Regions from separate parts of the Zea mays genome. Here region 1 is linked to region 2. Evidence: chromatin contacts called from public Hi-C data. All regions are on one chromosome and are shown on one strand. Each heading gives the region's core, a stretch centred on a gene start, on an enhancer-like site or on the middle of the called end of the contact. The rest is flanking DNA. Distances are from core to core; before and after follow the strand shown. Region 1 holds the start of LOC100280575. Region 2 holds the start of LOC100276868 (loricrin-related).

Evidence for each region. Hi-C and Micro-C count contacts between places; a contact is called where the count stands out from the background.
Region 1: a Hi-C map of ear shows a contact between it and region 2, with 8 times the contacts expected there. The contact joins the promoter of LOC100280575 here to the promoter of LOC100276868 in region 2. A contact is called at or near these places in 18 of 25 Hi-C or Micro-C datasets (bundle sheath, ear, endosperm and 5 more) and 2 of 3 datasets of contacts at active chromatin or transcription factors (leaf and seedling).

What each region holds. Positions count from the first base shown.
Region 1 is chr4:41,855,240-41,859,083 of Zm-B73-REFERENCE-NAM-5.0, reverse strand. LOC100280575 reads left to right here and starts at 2,358. Exons shown (of 3, transcript NM_001153494.1): 1 at 2,358-2,755; 2 at 2,895-3,071. The coding sequence starts at 2,513.
Region 2 is chr4:41,638,921-41,642,409 of Zm-B73-REFERENCE-NAM-5.0, reverse strand. It overlaps LOC100276868 (loricrin-related), which reads right to left and starts at 2,038. Exons shown (of 6, transcript NM_001150572.1): 1 at 1,805-2,038; 2 at 617-667; 3 at 377-407; 4 at 243-289; 5 at 126-153. The coding sequence starts at 272. It overlaps LOC100274499 (GroES-like zinc-binding alcohol dehydrogenase family protein), which reads left to right and starts at 2,907. Exons shown (of 8, transcript NM_001148857.1): 1 at 2,907-3,211; 2 at 3,357-3,489. The coding sequence starts at 2,980.

The sequences.
Region 1 (3,844 bases), core at 1,109-3,608, 220 kb before region 2:
CCTCACCATCCTCATCGCCCTCCGCATCTTCCCGCAGCTCGACCGCGCCGCCTTCGTCGAGCTGGACGTCGGCCAGCCGCCGCTGCGCGTCCCGGACCCCGACGGCGACTTCACCGTCACCGCGGTCGACGCCAACCACTGCCCAGGTCAGCGCGCCGCCCCTTGTTGATTCGGATCACCGACCGGGGGACCTCATTCGATCCCTTTTCAATTTCAACATACAGGCGCCGTGATGTTCCTGTTCGAGGGCCCCTTCGGCGACGTCCTGCACACCGGCGACTGCCGCCTGACGCCCGACTGCCTCAGCGCCCTGACGTCCCACCTCGCCCGCCGCATCGACTACCTCTTCCTCGACTGCACCTTCGCGCGGTGCTCCCTGCGCTTCCCCGCCACGCAGGACTCCATCCGCCAGGTGATCGACTGCGTCTGGAAGCACCCGAGCGCGCCGGTGGTGTACCTCGTGTGCGACATGCTGGGGCAGGAGGACGTCCTCGTCGAGGTGTCCAAGGCGTTCGGGTCCAAGATCTACGTCGACAGGGAGAAGAACTCCGATTGCCACCAGAGGCTGGCGCACGTCGCGCCGGAGATCCTCGCCGCCGACGACGCCGCGCCCTCCACCCGCTTCCACGTCCTGCCGTTCCCGCGGCTGTCGGAGCGGGCCACGGAGATCCTCGCGCAGGCGCGCGCCGCGCGCCAGCCGGAGCCCCTCATCATCAGGCCCTCCTCGCAGTGGTACGCGTACTACGACCCACCGCCACCGGAGGAGGCGTCGACGCAGCAGCAGCAGAAACCGGTGCTGACGGAGGCGATGCGCGACGAGTTCGGGGTCTGGCACGTCTGCTTGTCGATGCACTCCTCCCGGGAGGAGTTGGAGCAGGCGCTGGGGATCCTCAAGCCCAAATGGGTCGTCTCCACCACGCCGCCGTGCATGGCGGTGGACCTCAGCTATGTGAGGAAGCACTGCTCCCTGTCCCGGTTCGGACCTGACGATCCCATCTGGAAGTTGCTCGGGATATCTGATGGAATGTCTACCGTTACCAGCTCGGCCCAGGCAGTGCTGCTGACAGTAGAAGCCGTCGAGAAGCGCGAGGAAGTGTTCAGCGCTTGTGCTCCCTCTGATGATATCAGCCAAGCACCGGAGGAGGGTGCAGAAGCAGCAGTGGTTGATTTCGAGGTCAGAGTCGAGCCACCTGTCACGCTTTTCGGAAGCGCAAGGTTCGGATTACCACAACACGAACCTGAACTGTGGAACTATGAGTATGAGAGTGCCGAGATCATTGGTGACGATGAGCTTGAAGCCAAGGATTCTGCAACTGAGCTTGAGTTTTGTAGACATAGTAAGCCTATTCAAGTGGTTGGGTTAACTGAAGCTGCAACAAGGGAGCACAATCCGATCTGTGATGAATCTGAGCTGCTGAACGACATCAAATCTGATGACGGAGTAGAAGTAGTTGATCTAACTGAAGGTGGAAAGAAAGGTGTAGAGACTGAACATGACAGAGGGAACACAGCGGCTGAACTGGGGGCGCAAGAACAAAACCTGAATGCTCGTGCTCGTTTGACGGCGGGAGTTTGCAGGCATAAGATGACTACTGACGAAGGTACGGAAGCGACTGAAGGGATGGTCTCAGCTGCGCATGTTCTAGAGGATGGCACCACCGCTACACCAGGAACTGGGAGGAGCACTGATCATCAGTACTCTGAAAGGGCGAGCGATTCTTCAACCGTTGTCGGATCATCGAAGGGCCTCAACGCGAGCCTGAGGAGGCTGTACAGGTCGATGAACGTGCCGGTGCCGCGCCCCCTGCCATCGCTTGTCCAGCTGATGGCGGCTTCCAAGCGGCCCAGAGTCTCTCAAACTGCGCAGCTGTAGGTTCAGTCTTTTGCTGCTGCAAAATGAAATTGTTGCGAGTTTGTGCACTGTGGCCTGGCAACGGATTCGTATTGATTTGTTATGTGAAGAGGCAGATCAGGGATCTCAATCGTTTTGAACGTGTTATTTTCCATCGTTTTCCTTTTTTGTTCATGTTGAATCTATGCTGCTTGCCATTTCTCTATTAAAATAAAATCAGATGGAAAACCTTAGCATCAATCGACAAGTCTAAAAGCTTGCAGTAGAGTAGGGCTATTTGAAATCTTTTTGAGTATCAACTTTGTGGCACCTGATAAAAGAAACTCAAGTGACATTCAGAGACGAGAGAGAGAGCCTGGATTTCCTTCAGCTCCAGGATGAACCAGGGGGCAAATTGCAAAGTCTTGGACTGGGATAATAGTCGCAATCCCAACTTTGGGTATATTCGCAAACTGTCTCCTCCGTTAGGTCAAGAGACGTACGGCCCAGATTGATGGATATTTGCAGATTACTCTACACGAGTCACGATAGGAGGAAGACTGGAAGAGGAGGCGAGCACGTTTGCGGTGCCCACCCTCACCGTCCACTCCAGAACCCCAAATCCAGTTCCGTTCCAATCGCCGAGAAGGGCAGCAAAGGGGAGAAAAAAAAAGGAAATCTATGGCGGCGGCCGGCGGCGAGAACAGCGGCGCTGGCGAGGGCGAGGGCGAGTTCTACCTGCGCTACTACGTGGGACACAAGGGCAAGTTCGGGCACGAGTTCCTCGAGTTCGAGTTCCGCCCCGACGGCAAGCTCCGCTACGCCAACAACTCCAACTACAAGAACGACACCATGATCCGCAAGGAGGTCTTCGTCTCGCCCTCCGTCCTCCGCGAGGCCAGGAGGATCATCCAGGAGTCCGACGTATGCGCGCTCCCATTTTCTTTTCTTCACTGTGTTCTCGGTCTCTACCGAAAACCTAGCTAGGTTTTGCCGCTGAAGAGCCGGTTTCATTTTGTCTGTTTGATTGGTTTGTCGGTTGACCCCCCTACCCCGGTCGCAGATCATGAAGGAGGACGACAGCAACTGGCCCGAGCCCGACCGCATCGGCCGCCAGGAGCTCGAGATCGTCATGGGCAACGAGCACATTTCATTCACCACTTCCAAGATCGGCTCCCTCGTCGATGTCCAGTCCAGCAAGGACCCGGAGGGCCTCCGGATCTTCTACTACCTTGTCCAGGTTCCCCCTCAACCATGACAAATACAGATATTGTTTGTTTCCTGTGGCCCTCCAGAATTTTCATGGTTCTAAGCTCTACCTGACAATGTATTAATAACAAGCACATGATCAGTATGATAGATATTTTTTCCGTGTCTGATAACTTGACGCTAGCACTAAATACCTTGCTTGTGTGCTTGTGACTTGTGGGGACACCTGGATTCTCAAATTCAGGACAACAAGGAACAAAAATTGGCTTCTGACTTGTGACAAAGGAGGACAAGCAACTGAGAATATGCTTGTTCGTTCCGTTGTGCAGTTTATACTACCGGTAGCTTTCAGAACTATTGTTTGTGACCTTGATGTTAGATTGTACCTTAGCCAGACATTGGTTCATATTCACCAGACTTGGGATCCTTCTGATGGTTCCATCATCTTTTTTTTTTTTGTGCTGATCAGTTCTTATGCTGAACTTATGCGCAGCAGAGAAATAATGGTTAAATTGAATTGATTAGCTGCTGAGGCTAGTTGATGATAGTAGGCATCATTATTTTATACCTGTGGGCACCAGAGGAATATCAAGTTTAATAATTTTAGATGAACAAGTTTCTTTGGAGGAGAAAGATGTTCCTTAGCTGTTCTAGGATAATTGATTTTATATGAAACTGAAAATTACTGTACAATATAAATGCTCAACAAGAAAAGAGTCACCTCTCTTAGGCAAACTGTTTCTTGTCAACATTTAATTCCATACAACCCATTGTTTTGTGCTCATTAAATCTGACAAAAAAGAT
Region 2 (3,489 bases), core at 789-3,288:
TCTGAATTCACCAGCTCAGTGGAACATAAAATATGTAACAGCATGTCTTCTTAAAATTCCAAAATAGAGATGCGTCCTTGCGAGATCACAAGCTATGGAAACATTGAGGCATGGGGCAGACATACCACCAAAAGAACCTTCTGCCATATGCATCTGAATTCAAAGAAAAGAACACAAAAAATTAGGACGATGTGATTGATCATATACCTATACATGTTACTCAAAGAACAGATTTAAGATACCTTTATACGAGACATATGGTCGTGCCCCATTATTGTTGTGTGTTTTTCTGCAGAAGTTTCCAGCATAAAGCTGTCAGATAATGAAACAGAGATACAATATCAGCAACAGTAGATATATGACTGATAGAAGATACCAGGATCCAAATAAGGCTCCCAAACATACACCTGAATGGAGTGTAAAAGGATATGTTAAAACAAACAAGCAGACAGTTTGATGATCAGGTAGTTTTGTGAAATAGCACAATTTGAGTGCTTGAGAATTGGGTTAAATTGGCCATGTTTAATCACTATGATTGGTTGCTCTAAGTGCAATACATATGAAGAAAGATAACTGTATTATTTGCATACCACAAATTTCAGTTTTATTGTTGTACCTATGAAAACTTTATCACCGCTAGCTAGCCTCTTTGTTCTTGGCTACTAGTCTGTAACATGAAAAAAAATCCATGTGAATGAGGTATCTGGTTATATTGCAAGCAATTAGAGATTCATTGCTACACTCCAGTCGGTTCCGATCATTACCAAAAGTTGGTGTCTGTATTGTTAGCTCCAAACCATTCTTCAACACATACTACATGAGAAATTAACAGTAGTTTCAGGTAGTATGCTACACACTACTACACAAGTGGGGAAACAACCACCCAGATTTATTGACAGCGACAAATGATGTGCAACGAAGAAACATCGGTCAGGATTGGATTCGGAAAGGTGGTGCTATCCTATATGTTGAGTTTGTGATCCAAATTTTGAAGAAGGCGGCCAAGTTGTCGAGCAAAGCGGAGGCCCGTCGCCGGAAGGCTTGGGCCGGGGCGTAGTTATCTCATTGTAAATCTCCTACGATCTGTAACCACCCGAAAATAGTGAGATTGTTGCTGGCCGGCGCTGTGGTTTTTTCCCATTCGCCTTGGAGGGGTTTTCCACGTTAAATCTGTGTATTTTCTGTGTTTGATCTACTTTGTGTCGTATTGATTCATAACAATATCAAAGAAGTTATCTTAAGGATTCATAACTCGTTCCTGTTTGACATGCTCTTACGGTTGCAAGATTAATTAATGCGTGGGCGGGCGGTGGCGGCGTGGCGCCTTAGTGCCAACCAAGAACAATAACTCAATAAATGTGTGGCACAATAGCCCCAGTGCATGTCAGGTTCAGTGCCAGCAGGACTGGTGTGGCCATGAACAAAGAACCTACAGTGGCTTTTAAGTGGGCAAACAAGTAGGCGAGCAACGGTCGAAAAAACATACGGCGAGCTAGCTACGTCGAGGAACCCCCGCGCACGAGCGACGATCGGCGCGGCTAATCCGCGCGCAGGCGCAGTAAAGCGGCATGTATGTAAGTACACTCGTAATTGTTGCAAAAAAAAATTTAAATAAAATAAAAAAGGCAAAGTTACCAGTAGGCATACATACAAATATATATGCTAGTACACAATACGCGGAGTATACATACAGGCTGCTGGCTAGATCGGATCCAGCTAGGGTTTAGGGGTGTCCGGTTACAGTCCCGCAAGGCATGGAAGGGAGCGAGGAGAGGGGAAGGGGTGGGGCGGCGGGCACACATACCCTGCTGCTGTATCCGGTGGGCGGTCGTCGCCGGCCAAGACCCACTCGGCAGCGGCGGTGGAGCGGCCGTCGCCACGAGGGAGAGGACCGCCGATGGGTCGGATACTCGGAGGAGGGGAATGCAGGGAGGGAATGCGGAAGCAATTTGGCACTAGTTTAGTGTGGGGAGGAGTATTTTTTTAGTAGAAAGAGGGGGGAGAGGAGAAGAAGAGTGGGCAAGGGCAGCTTCGGCTTGCCTTTGAGAAGTGCAAGTTGCAGAAAGAAAAAAAAACAATCCCTCGTCGGCTCGTCGCCATCGCGATTCGCAGTTCGCGATTTGGCTGGCGTTCGCCGTCACTGGATCTGGTGATGGGCCTTACTTTTTTCTGTCTCTTTTCCATTGCTTCACGAGGCTGACGCGAGCCGTTCGGCTTCGGCCTCGGTTGGAGCTCGGAGTGGGCCGGAATGCTGCAGCGCTCGATAGTTCTGGGCAGAAATCGGCGGCCCATGCACGCCGCGTAGTCGGTAGTCCCCACGCAAGGAAAAAAAAAGAAGATTATCTCCTTCAACTTGCTGATATAAATATATTGATACTAATTTCTACAGAACTAGTCCGGATTAAAAGAACTGATTTGGTTATAAACAGAAGATCACACCTTGCAGATATAAATATCTATACTAATTTCTACAGAACTAGTCCGGATTTAAAGAACTGGTGATTTGGTTGTAAGCAAAATATCACAGCGTTTGATGGATTGGAGTGTTCTGCTGCACATGGCTGGTATCAAGATTCTGATGCAGCAGCCGCTGCCGGCAGTCTTCGGTGTCTGCATTTGGAGGAGTGGTTGGTGATTTGTTCGGATTAGCAGCCACCGGACCGAGTCCGATGCATGTGAAGTCTAGGTAATCTTTTTTTTTATCAAGGGGTTATTATTCATGTGCAGTGCAGCAGAATTGGATTGGATGGTCGGCTGCGGTAATCCTTATCCATGTCAAAGGCTGCTATGGAGCTAGGTATGATCACCACTTCACCATATCAGTCAAGGAGCCCATCCAAATCCAAACGACGCTGGGTGTTAAAATAAGTAAGTGTGCCGGGGGCAGTTGCTTCTGAGAGTCTGCACGGAAGCTTTGCTTCGGTTGACTGCACTGCACTGCACCTGCTGCCTGCTGCCGAGTTCAGTTGGTCCAGGGCCATGGCCATGTCCTCGTCGCGCGCCCTCCTCCGCCGGATCGGGGGGGCTCTCCGCCGCCGCTCCTTCTCCGACGCCGCGGCCGGCCCCGACTCCGCCGCCGTAGGGTACCACGTCGCGGGCGGGCCCAGCTACATGCGCGGCGCCGTGTTCTGGGAGCCCGGGCGCCCGCTCACGCTGGAGGAGTTCCACATGCCGCGACCCAAGGCCGGCGAGCTCCTCATCAAGACCAAAGGTCCCGCCTTTCCCGATGCTTCTCCATTCGAGTGCGGGAGTGGCAGACTGGATTCCCTGGGGGGGATTCGTTTCGACGGACTGATCTGATGACTCCTCCCAGCACCCTCGTCTGACAAGGTGTTGTTCGCCGACTTGGTGTGCAGCCTGCGGGGTGTGCCACTCCGACCTCCACGTCCTGAAAGGCGAGCTCCCTTTCTCCAGCCCCTGCGTCGTGGGCCACGAGATCACCGGCGAGGTCGTCGACCATGGCACGCACACCCCCGCGGAGATCATCAG